2 separate regions of the Drosophila melanogaster genome follow, and region 1 is linked to region 2. Evidence: chromatin contacts called from public Hi-C data. All regions are on one chromosome and are shown on one strand. Each heading gives the region's core, a stretch centred on a gene start, on an enhancer-like site or on the middle of the called end of the contact. The rest is flanking DNA. Distances are from core to core; before and after follow the strand shown.

What was found. Hi-C and Micro-C count contacts between places; a contact is called where the count stands out from the background.
Region 1: a contact with region 2 is called in a Hi-C map of the Kc167 cell line, with 3 times the contacts expected there. The contact joins the promoter of cic here to the promoter of CG6231 in region 2. A contact is called at or near these places in 2 of 107 Hi-C or Micro-C datasets (the Kc167 cell line and embryo).

The regions. Positions count from the first base shown.
Region 1 is chr3R:20,250,802-20,257,751 of dm6, forward strand. It overlaps cic (capicua), which reads left to right and starts at 1,969. Exons shown (of 18, transcript NM_001275826.1): 1 at 1,969-3,052.
Region 2 is chr3R:19,628,348-19,634,905 of dm6, forward strand. It overlaps CG6231, which reads right to left and starts at 4,371. Exons shown (of 7, transcript NM_169865.2): 1 at 3,987-4,371. It overlaps subdued (subdued,), which reads right to left. Exons shown (of 14, transcript NM_142563.2): 13 at 5,865-6,003; 14 at 5,071-5,805. The coding sequence ends at 5,582.

The sequences.
Region 1 (6,950 bases), core at 719-3,218, 620 kb after region 2:
CTGGTAAATTTTTATGATCCATTGAAGCTGTCACATATTTGGGTGGAAAATATATAATGTTTAGTACACCTAGTTTAATATTCAGATCCGTAATCATTTTTTAAGTTATTGCAATAAGCATATATCTTACATGGTTTTATAACTTCTGTCATTTTTATTTTATAGTGTAAATTGTTGGATACTTAAATATATTTTATTTATAGAGGAATTAGAAGTAATAGATTTTAATTCAAGAATTGTAAATCACTTTGCAGCTATCATTATTAGAGTTTTGCTATAAGCTTTATAAATGGATTCTCTAATGTTGTGCACTGATGTGCTCGAAAACTAAGACTTAGGCCGCAAAATTTTCCAGCTCCACCAATTAATCAAATGAACCTAATACTTCGGGACCTGCGTATCTCAACTTGCACTTTTCAGCTCATTAAACTGGAAATGCTGCCTCTTCGTTGATGGAGCCAAAATTCGCTCCGAGAGTTTTCTGCTAATAAAAGTCCAAAGTTATGGCAATAATAGCAGCAGCAACAGAAGGTACAACAATTTGTTTTTTGCCGCTGTCGCGTGGGTGCAAACACATTTATATGTTTTCCCACGGTTAACACGACGTATGCGTAATTTATGTCGCTAGACGGCACCAGGTGCACGGATCACATAGCGCGGTTTTCATATTTCCAAAGTTCCGGCGCGAATTTGATGAATGTTTGCACTTTTTACGGCTCCTTCCATATGAGCGGTCTCATTTGAGGATAGTGCATTCATAAATTATCCACTCAAGAAAGTTGAGTTTAATGAGAAGTTTTTAAGCTCAAGCTCAAATGGAGCGGTACTTAAATTAAATGACTATTGTCACACTTAAAATTTGGCTTGCCAATCATTAGCTTTTATTTACTCTGGGGATTATTTTGAACAGCCTTCAACAATGTATTTTGGTTTATTAAATGTTTTAATAGTTGTGAAATTTTCTGGGATGCATATGCCTATGCATATTATGCATATTACGTATTCGTAAAAACTTTTGTTGATACACGTTTGTTTTTAAGTGTTACCTTACCTATTTAAGATTATATAAATCATCTACATTTACTTGGCTTTGATTTTAAAGTTTCCTAAATCTCGACGGAAGGAAAATCAAGACAGACGGAATATATATACCTTACAGTTTCGAAAACACTTTCTTCCACGCCTTTTATCAAATCAAGGACATCTCTCCAAATCTTAAGAACTAATCTCATATGTAACATTTAAACCAAACAGACCATCTTTAAGACCGACAGATGCCTTGATCTTTTTATAAATGCCACATTTCCTAGGAACTGTCCTATTCCATAAAATCGAAATATTAATAAAAAAGAAAGTAACATAAATTGTAAATAATACTATGCTAGTTTTTATTATAATCCAAACAACTGAACAACATTGGACTAAGTTACTACATGTAAATAATGCATTCAAAGAAGATTATCATAAACAACCTACACAGCCGAAGTTCCTGCACACAGTACTATATTATATAAGTAACTTAACTTAAACAATAAAACCTAAAAACAATAATAGCAATATTACACCCCTTTACTCTACAAGAAATGAATATAAATGTGGCAGATATTTTTCAGTGCTACCACAATTTCATAATTTTTAAGAACGTTGGGCATTGCCAGACTGAAGTGTAGAACTGTAGAGGTTCGTGTACTGACTAACTTAACGATAGATTGTACACAAGCCAGTTCATACAATCTTTGTATAAATTCGCAAACCATGCTAAAAGTAAATGTTAAGAAGCAATTACAATTTTTATTTATTTATATATCGCTCTATCACCGAAAAGTTACAACATTTGGTTGCACCCGCTCGCGGCGCCAGTGTAACCGTATCATTCGCCTTTGCCACGCAACTTGTAAGATTTTGCCCAATCCGGCCAACGGTCCCACTTTGGGGGTATTTTCTCAAATGGGGCAAATGGTCTCCAGCAGATTCTCACTTCATGCTCGGAATCGCACGGACGTGTCGCGGATGTCGGAAGGTGGAGCTCCTGTGAATTGCTCTTGTGCCCCGCGCACAAAACCCCAATAATAGCCAAATCGGGCAGCGCCTGCAGGCTTTTGTGTGAATAAAACGGTTTGTGGCGACATTTGTTCGATTTTTAGGTGTCGCAAATTAAATTCGTTTGCAAATACAAGGCACTTACGCACACAAACGCGAGCGCACGCACAAGTGTAGGTGTGAAAACAAGTGAAACAGAGAGCTGGGAAAACAAACTGGGCTGCATAGATACTGGCTAAATATTGGATTAAGCTCGTATAAAGATAATAATAACAACAACAATCAATCGAAAATGCGCGTGCGACAGAGAGGGTGCGAGTGTGAATGAGGAAAAGAGAGCGAGCGCAGCACGCACACAAACACTAACACGCTGACGTCGACGCGCTGTCTGTGCAGAGGAGCAGTGTTGCCAGCCCACAATACTGCTGCCCGAGAATCCCAATTAAATAATTAATAAGTTCGAATCAGAATTGGAGTATCTGAGGCAGGGCTTTTTGCTTTGCTTACTCCTTTTCCCCGATTCGGCTTATTGGCATTGGGCTCTGCTCTATGCTCTGAGTTGGCAACACTGGCCCCCAAATCGAGTGTGGGCAAGAGAGATAGAGAGACATAGAGAGCAATCGCGAGAGAGTCACATGCTAGGCGCTCATTTCAATTTTCCTCAATGAATGAACACTTTTCACGGTTTTCGGTTCGTCGGTTCGCGTTTTCCACAGTCGTGCGTTGTTTTGCTCGTGGAAAAGTTGTAAAGCCCAGCCAGCCATAATCCAACATTTTGTTTGCAGTGCATTTGCAGCGCGGGAGAGCGAGAACCAACGGCTTAGCGAGCAGTTAAATAATTTTTAAAGTGTTTGTGTTTTTAACGTGTAAAACCCGAAAAAGTCTATGCCTTTTGCATAACAAAAACAAGCCGAGCAAATAAAATAAAAGAGAAAAACAGCAATAAACACCCATACACGTAAACATATACGTACAGAGAGAAACGGACGCCTACGTCAATAAGCGAAAAACGGTAAGCGAAATTCTTTTACCCCATGTTGTATGTGCTTGCCAATTGGAAAATTTTGTATTTCCCTTCCCGCTTCCGTTCTCGCCATCTCACTTCCCCAGTCTCTCTCTCTCTCTCTCTTGTTCCCCCTCTTCCGGGCTTGCTCTTACACTTGCTTTTACGTTGTTGGCAAGCAGAGCTTCATTCATTTCCACAACTTGCACACATACACATACCAGCACACCCCCGCTCTCTGGGAATTAGAGAGTTGGCAAGAGAGCGGTGGGTCTCAGTGTGACCGTGTGTATTTGTTGTAGCTGGTCAGGCCACAAAATTTGTATTCAAGAAATTCTATTCATTTGTTAAATAAACCCTAAGCCTCAACATTTAAACATTTGCACATCATATTGTTCATAAAATACAAAAAAGTCGTAACAATAGCTCCTAGAATTAATATGTGCGTGTGTATGTATGCATTCTTTATCATTGATATGTTAAATGTGAAATGTTGAAATTCAAATTAAGCTCTGCCTTTTTGTAAACAAAAACAATGGGGTGAAAATCAGCTACTGAAATTAGCTAACCATTAAAGTTACTGGTTTTGGTGGATTTTATTAGGGAAATCATGATTAGTATATGAAAATTAGTGGACCACAAATGAGTTAATAAAATCATGGTGCACGGGAAACAATATTGCTGTATTAAGATGTTTTTTTTAAATTTTTTTATTGATAGAAAAACTGTCGTCAATCAAATCAATTTAATTTGAACACTGTACCAGCCTCTTTTGCTGTACATTGGTCCCACAGTTGCCAACTGAAGTTAACCGCCCCCACTCCCCTTCATCAAACACACACACAGACGCACTTGCACTCTGACTGGCTGGCCATCGATGTGTGTATGTAATTAGCAACAAAACTCTCGCTGGCAACTGCATCGCATGAGATTTGAGCGATGCGTTGCTTTTGTTATTGCTATTGTTGCGTCTGCCCGGACCAAATGCTCCCTCTCTTTCTCTAGTCGCTCTCTCCCACCCTCTCTACTGCCTAATTTACATTTGAATGTGCGTGAGCGCCCATTTGTTGATAATTATCAGCAAATTACTAGACGCACTTAGCAGCAGCAGCAGCAACAACAACAATGGGAGAAGTAATGCATACATACAGCGAGTTAGTACAGTGGTCACTATGAAACATAATACAGAGATTAATGCTTAATCGGAATTGAAATTTACACATTTAAGAATTAAAGTAATTCAGAAAAAACAAGGTAATATTCGAAAAAAAACATATTTGAAATGCCCTCTTTACAAAGTGCAAACGTATGCGTGTACAACAAAAAGGCGTGTTTCAACGACATTTATAATGCAGATTTCACTCCCCGTGCTGACCTTAAAAACAGTTTTTTGTTCTATTATTATTTTCTGTCATTCGCTCATACGGGTAGGTGGGGTTATTGAATTTTTAGAATAATTAATCAACCGCAAGAACTTTTGTTGCTAATTGGCAAGTCGTCGGTACAGAAATATAAACCCGTTGCTATGTCTACGATTTCGGTTTGTGCATATATATTGTACATATGTACATATGGGTATAGTATTAGTATGGCATGGCAAATCCAACTTTGGTGGCAAAAACTTAGTTATTCACTCACACGCACACACACAGCGAAAGAAACGCGCACGCCGATTGTTTATTAATTTTTTTTATTTGTACAAATTTGGTTTATCGTTAGCGGCAAATGTTTCTCTTTTCATTTTTATTATTAACTTCATTATTCGAGGCATGGCACGTTTTTCTTGCCTAGTTATTTTTTTGTTTCGATTTTTTATTACATCGCGTTGATGGTGTGTTTGAGTGTGTGTGTGCCTTTTATGGCCAGGACAATGAGCCAATTTTGGTATTGAAGCTAGTTTCTCAATTAGGCCAATGCACTGGTAGAAATTTCGACGCAGTTACTCCTAAAACAATATATATTAAAAAGAAGTATGGAACTTATTTACAACATGGTTAATATGCACAAATTGCAAGTCAGGTCGCAACAAGTTCACAGAAGTTAGTAATACTAGGCAAACGTTCTTGTTAAGTGCATTGTTTAAATGGTAAGCTTAGAAACTAAAAAGATCTAAATCCTAGAGCTTTAAGGTACTATTTTTCCGAACTTTGCTTCAGGAACCCTTATCGTGCATCATAATCTTCCACCTTGGTGGTATCCATGAATGTAATTTTTTCATGTTCCTCAGAGCAATAAATCTTAAAGTCTTAGGCCTTTAGGTTTTCTACTATATTGTCATTAGTTCAATGCTGTAAGCATAATTCTCCGAAAATCTTGTTAAAACCTTGAAATAATCATCTATTACGACTAGAGAAAAACACACTTACGCAATACTTGTATACCAAGATCTTTTGTTTAGATATCCTACAAAAACCGAGATGAGAACCATTAAAAAGCTGAAATAAGCCACATAAGCTACAAACAACAAACAGCAAAACTTCAATAACAATCCATCAAAAAGTTGAAATTGCCCCAATACACGACAAAACCAGATCATGTAGGGCATTAAAAAACCCAGACAGAAGGGCATTCAGGCAAATACGGAGCAGTCATGCCCAGATCGAAATATGTATGTATAAGCACGGAACGCAAAGAAAAGCATTTGTAATGGATGGTCTTCACGTTCTGTCTGCAATGAATCGGAGTCTTTATTCCGACATATGGTCCCAGGCAAAAAGTTCGGTGCCAAGTGGAGTTGAGAAGATAGAACACGAAAAAGATGGAACAATGAGTACGAGTAAACAATGGCTATAGCGCTTATATGGTGGAGATTATATAGATGTATAGTAGTGCTGTTTTCATTAAAATTTATAGTGCATGGATTATTATATTTAGTGGATGGAAAGCTATTCTACGGGTGTACATATGTGTAAAGCTAACACATTATTTGTAATATCATTTATTCTCCTATAATAATATTCTCCTACTTAATAATTAGACATTCTACATAATTCAAATAAAAACAAAATAAAATTGTTTATCATTTACATAATTTTTGGTATCACAATAACATTTATAGTATGAAGCAAACTTTCGACTTATTCGAAATACTTGGGAACAAGCAGGTCTGAATAATTTCATGAGTACAGCAAATGGTGCAACTTTTATAGATGATTTTTATGTGCATATCTATTATCACTCGGAGTCAGGGTATTTGGGATTTTCCCATTTGACTTGCACACTTAATCCCTCCCTACTGAATTCCGATTGTATGGAGAATATCTTATTCGCGGGCCTTTTGAGTCTGCACGCTGCACAGATGACGATCATCAGCGAATCGACAATATACATACATACATATATGCGTATATATGTACAGTGAGCATTGGCATTAAAGAACCGGGGAAGAGATGATGTGGAGAAGAAAAAAGAGCTTGAAAGACGAGCGATAAGAAGGCAAAAAGGCGGCGAAGACGTTGTCAGCCAGACATGGCGTATACGCAGCGTTGTACGCGCGTATACAGATGTATGCGTGTGTGTGTGGTAGTAGTACGGCAGTATCTGTGTGCTGGTGCTGCTGCTGGCTGCCTTTTACTACTATGTACTACGGGTTAACACCAGTAGCTGTCTGACGGCTTGACGTTGTTGTTTGTTTCTTCGTTTTTATTTGTTTTATGCTGGGTTTTTGTTCGATTTTCATCGTTGGTTGTACTTTTTGAAGTTCAAGAATATGGAAAGCAAGAAGGAGGAGGTAGCGTTGTGGATGCGAGTGTGTGGGGCTTTGTGGAGTCTCGTTTTGCGTCTGCTTCTCGGCACTCTTTCCATGAGAACCCCCCTCAAAAAACCCCCCACTTTCGTCTTCTTGTTTGACACTAACACACGTTTAGGTGGCATTGTATCTGTGTGTATGGGCAGCACACATTGATGT
Region 2 (6,558 bases), core at 3,121-5,620:
CAACCCTCTTAAGGCAAACAAATTACGCATTTTTCTTTCTTTCGAATGCAGATGGTTTGTTACAACCTCAAAATGCGTTTCTATACGATGCGTAACAGCGCAATAACCTGATAACAGGTAAGTACAAAGGAAATTAAAAAATAGTAATAAAATCGGAATGGAAATCAAAAGTTTTCCGCTAGGAACAACCCCATCCTAACCGTAAAAATAAAAAATAAAAAACAAAAAAAGAGAGATCTGTAGAGCATGAACTGCATGCAAAGTCGGTGCGAGCAACAGAAATGAATCTGATTATTGCAGTTCTTTGTTAACAATTATTTATTATACGAATTTCGATTTAACCAAACGGAACCGGTTCGATTTGCGCTTGATTTCTGTTTGTTTTCCGAGTGTCTGGCCCCAAACCAATGACGTCAGTGGTCGTGCATTCCCTTTACAAATGCCCAAATTTAATTATATTTTGTTTTGTTTTGTTTGCCTTCATTATGCCTCCGATTTTCTGTTTGCGAGCATTCAACGCCACTCGGCCGAAGAGAAAAAATTCTGATAAGTACTCAAAATGTCAACAAGCACAATGCTTAAAAGTTGAGAATAATTTATTATCTGTATATCTAAAAAAAAAAAATATACATATATGCCTGGCTACACATTTGATGTACTAATAATAATGAATATTTAAGAAACTAAATTGCTTAGCAATGAAATAGGTACTCAGAAATCAATATATTTTCCTTTCAATAGGAAACATATTTTCTAATTTGTTTAATCGTGACACGAATGCATCTTCCCCAGCGACCTTCACATTGAGCAGAAATTCTTTATTTTCGTGAGATTTTCGATTCTTGGCAGCGTCCATCGAATTTGCTTACTCATTTGTTGACTCTCGCAATTTGCCGACAATTCTAAATATGTGGGATTATAATTAGTCTTAGTACTCTATATTTTCACTGTGGATGCATTTTGAGCAGCTGTTACTACTTTGTAGAAGGGTTGTAGAATGGGTTCTTTGCGTTGTGAAAAGTGCTGATAATGAGAACAGATTCGATATTTCGCTGACCTTGCCCAGCAAGCGACTCATCTTATTCTAATTGCAACTGCAAATGCATTTATTATGGCAGACACACTTGGGTTTATTAAACAAGTGCGACAGTTCAACTTGCATAAATTTAACCATATCGTGTCACAGCAGTCTTAATTGATACAGAAATGTGAATTGGAAATCATGCATATAAATAACACATTATGTTATTTTTGCCTCAACCCATCATCCATCAAATATTCACTTAGAAAATAATAAAATACATATATGTGAATTAGAGCGCATTCTGCAATCATCTGTGATAACAATTAAATTTCGTTAAATATTCCTTTTATATTTTATGCTAAATGTTTGTTGCTGTTCAAATCTATGATATTTACCATGTTTATGTTTAGTTTTGATTGCTTAAAGTTTGTTGACAGGTGTTTCATTTAAAAATATCTTTTAAATAACCGAAAATTGTAGAAATAATGAATTATTGCTACTTATAAAAAAAAAAGTATAGTTTCTTTACTGGCTGACGCTTTTAGTTGATATTTTAAATAAAGGTAACCAAACGGATTAATAGAATTAACTGCCCGTCTTTATATAATCATATTGACTGTTATTGCAGCATTTCGCGATTAGTTATGCTCATGCTGGATTTTTTGATTATAAGCTTGGATTTATGCGATCGCTAATTCAGATGCGAGTGTGGGGGAAAACAAACTAATTAGGAGTCGAATGACGCAGGTTGGGGTTGTTTATCCCAAAACGAAACCCGATCAGCTTTCTCCACGGCAATCTAATCAAATCCGACCCTTGGTGCAAATTTCAAAGAGTCGTAAATCATCAGCGAGTATTGTGCGTGGTCCATGCGTAAGCAGGGAAAATTACCATCAAATTTACAATTGTGCCAATCAATTGGCCGGCACTCGAGGAAAAGCGATTGAGGGTATCCTGGCGTGTAAATGGTACTGAGGACTGGAAACTCGGAACTCGGCATGGGATGTCTTCGAGGGACTTTCGGTGGGGGTCAACTCTATTTATAGAGCTGCTCAAGGACGGCGGAAAATACATAGACAGACGTTGCCTTAATTTATAAGCACGCAAATCGCGTGCGCCATAGTTATATATACGCATATGAATTTTCATGAGCGAAAAGCCTGGGAAATGCAACAAAGGCCGAAAATTCTGTGACTCAGCTGTTCTTTGATTTCCTCCCATTATGCTCAAAGTTGAAAGAAAATTTTGCGTTCATTATTGACTTGTTGTTTTTCATTTGCGGCTTCTGTATTTTGATAGCCGAACAATTACTTATGGTTTCTTATGGCGGTGCGTATTGATGTCTTTGCTATTTATTAGTTGGGAAAACATACAATGTTGAAGGAAATCCAAATAAAATTTGCTAATTTTATGTTATCGTTCCGCCTATATCAATCTCTTTTAGCACCGGAAATGTTCGTTTTCATACACAGCGTATTCGCGATTTGCGCAATTAGTTCTAAATATTCAGTTGAAAGCGGTTTCAACGAAGAAAAGTGAAATCGAAAGGTGAAATAAGACTTTTAAACTGATGATTTATTAATTGTTAACACATTGTGGTGTATAAATAAATCGTATGCTAACAAATGCTAATCTAATGTGAAATAAGTCCTCGGAAAATCCCTGACCTTTTACACATGGCGTATGCGTTATTTCTCGCACACTTCATTGATTTAACAGGACGATATCCTGTTCCTCCTCAAAAATGTGTGCTCATCTTAAGTGAGTTGTCTGTCTGGCTGAGTCTGATGGTCCCATGTTATTCAAAAATTGCACATTCACGCCTGAGAAAGCATTAATAACGCCGGCTCACAACATCATTATTCAATGTCATGTCGTCGTCTTCCGAGCGGAGCAAACATACCGAACTAGGAACACTTTGCACTCTCTGTGCATTATTTAGCGCCAACTTGGTGACACCGGGGGGCCCATGTTAGCACATGGGTAACGGGCGCAGGTTGGGGTGACTGGGTGGAATATTGGTCATGATATGCCTCAAGGGTAATTACTGGCAGACGGGACTTTGTCAGCTGGCGACTAAGCAAATCCGTCGTATTTGTAAATAATTAAAATGGCCAAGCATAAGCGATCGATGTCATTACACGGCAACGGAAATGAAATAATAATCAACGGGGAATGGGATTACAATGAGTGATTCACTTAGTCGGAATTATTAAATCAATAAAATTATCAAACTCATTAGCATGAGAGCTGCAAAAGTTTTTTTTTTGCCATCCCGTGGCGAAAGTTCCCCTACTTCATGCGATTCGCGTTTCTGTTGAAGTTCAAGGAACCTTTTGCCGTAAAAGGAGCAAAGTTTCGCTGCGTTCTTTGCACTGATATAAATCGTTGCCTGTTAGTGGGACTTAACTGTCTGTCAGCACAAAGAACACAGCTCCTGGCGAAGTCCTTCCTCCGGCAAAGCTCACAAAGAGCTCTGCAGTTCCTGGACTCCGGTGGACTCTGAAGCCTCAACCTTTGTTGCTCAAATACTAGTATGTGCCGGCGCCGGCACCAAAAATCAATATTTGGAATGAAGGGGCAGGGGAAGTTGCACGGAACCAAAGAAAACATAATTGCCAACATTGTTACCCTACAAACTTAAGTTTTAACAAATAAAGTTTGTAACATGTGTTTTAATTTGAATGCTAACCATTAGAGTCCAAATTAAGGTGTAATAGACCATGCTTAAGTTCATTTTAAAATAAAGTAATTTTCGTACAAAAACATAATTAGTAGAAGTGCACTGCAAAGGTAGTTTTTTACTCATTTCTCCGACACTGTAAAAGTTGGACCACGGGGCGTATGGGTAATGCAGCAAACCGCAAAAGGTCAAATGCCTGAGCTGATACCGCCGAATGCTTTTTAATTATGAAAATAACAAAGACAAATGAAACGAGAGCCAGGACACTAATTGACTCACCCAGAGATGCGCCGCAAGGACTGGTTACGAACTGCCAGTTGCCAGGACAACGTTTGTGGGCACTCGTGGGAGGACAACTGCTTACGAGTTGATATCCCAGGGCAACGCCGCCAAAGGCTCCAACGCCTTGGGGCAATAAGCGAATGCACTGCCAGGGGCCAATTTCATCGAGCCCGGCATCTCGTCCTGCGTCTTGCGTTCAGCGTCCTGTGATGTTTATCCTGGCAATTCGCGACGTAAACTGAACCCAAGTAGCCCTAGCCCAACTGAAAGCAGAAGGACTCCACCGCTCGCTCAGCCGCTGCTCTGCACTGCGGAAAACGAGGCAAGCGAATGAAAATGTGTGCGGTTTGTGTTTTCACTACACCGCCGTAGCGCCATGTGCGCGTAGCTGGCGGTACAAATCAGCTGAGAGCGGCGCACGCTTTTCACGAGTGACGTCACCGTTGTCGCGACTCATGCGCACCCAGGGCGCGGAAGAGAGAGGTGGAGAGCGAGCGCCACAGCGAGAGCGAAAGAGATGCCCAAATACCCAAGATATTCAGACACTCAAATAATCGTGCTCGTGTTTCTGTATCTTGGGGAAGTCGCCTGCTGTGGCGCCGAATGTGCTTGGCCCAAATGCATGCTTGTTGCGCCACTTGGAACCACCCCTCTCTCTCACCCCTTTCTCAATCCATCTTTCACCCCACCCTCAGGAAAAGGGCGAAAAGGGGGTCGTTCTAGCCGACCAGGGATGGCTGATGGCGGCACAGCACGCTACTATGTGCGACTAGGGCTTATCGAACTATATTCAGAAATATATTATGCTAACATATAGGGAAGCCAGTTAAAATAAGTAATACCAAAGCTAAGTAAAGTTACACCTAATATATCAAAATAAATTCTTTAATTATTTATATTAAATCAATCAAAAATTCAATGATTAATTGTACTAAATTACATATCCTAATATGTCAGAAAAATGTACGAAACATTTAATCAAATCAACCGCATACGGGAAAATGAAAACATACCAAATATTTATGTCTCGAAGATTACACAAATGATTTAAAACTTCATTTAGAATCAATTTATTCACCCCAATATTTGACTATTTGTTTATTGATATATTCAACATTGAATAGAGATTCCAGTATATCAACATCAATATACATACATACGGTTTAATGTATGCAATAAATACATGTATATATGTCACGCTATCTAAAATAAATGTTCATGTACGCGTCATTTGAGAGCCTGAGTTTTTTAACACGAATGAGAGATTACTTTTAACATTTCGTAATATGCAATTAATTATAAAAGTATATGAGTTGTGCTCGTTTACAGATTGGCACTCACTTGGGCTGCATAAATATAAGTTTGAGCCACTTAATAAATCATTTTCAATTAACAGATCATAAAATTGGATTACCTAAATAACAATTACTGGGCTCTTACAATAAAATAAAGCATGAGTAAAGCTTGTAACCAAGTATCAAACAAATTTCTAAGGGTTACTAAATAATAATAAAAGTGTCATAGCTAAGGCCTAATTAAGTGACTGAAAGGAACATTCGTAACACAAATAATCACTTTGAATGATTTTTAACTTAGTCACTGAGTTTTTTGTGCACTTCGTCTAAGCAATCGGCACCGGAAATTCCTGTGATTGGATTTTCGCCGTGTATAATAGCATCCATTTCGATCTGTGTGAGATTTTCAGTAAGGAGCTTTTCAATGTTAATGAACTTGGCATTAGGCTCTTGAATGGAGGCAGCATCCATGTCCTGGTCAACTGGCGTCTGGAGCACCGAACTGCTGCGCTTGGCACGCTCTGAAACGTAAGGTAATTCAAGTTTATACAAATTAAGAAGTTAAGATTTAATCACATACCAAAACGAGCCCTGTGGGCCTCTTGATCGATGATAATTTCATTGGTCACATAAACTTCGCGTCGGATTTGGTCACGCAGTTCAACGCTCATGTCCGGAATGCACCAACGCACCAAAATCATCACCAGGGCAACAAAGTTCTGAAAACAAAATGCAAGCCATCAACTAATTTATGCAAAATATTTCATCATCACACGCCCCTGAATTACAATATTTAGTCTGCGACGTTGCTGGCGAATTTGGGGTCAAATGAAGCCTACCAAATGACAACTTTCCAGGCAAGTAAATGGAATTGGCTAAATGCAGCTTAGACAGGTGCTAGCCTCAACCCTAATATAATGTGTATTGGGGGCGATATCGTCGAGTTCTATTCGAAAAAGAAACCCCTTAGAAACCAAAACCGGCACAGCAGCACACCGCTCAACAAACATGCAACACATGCAACATACTTGACTCGATGGACTTTGGATTCTTGCAGCATAAGAAAGACAGAAAGCCGGGAAAGAATGAAAGGTAAATATAAAGAACCAAAATGGAGAACCTAAATGGATAATTGGCCCTAGTTCTACTTAGAGCCAAAAACTTTAGTTAGTAGCTGTGAGTACCTCGAGCCAAGCGGACGCGTTTAAGCAAAATTAAATACAATACTAAAATTATAAAAAAGGATATAGAAATACCAATTGTATAAAAGAAAT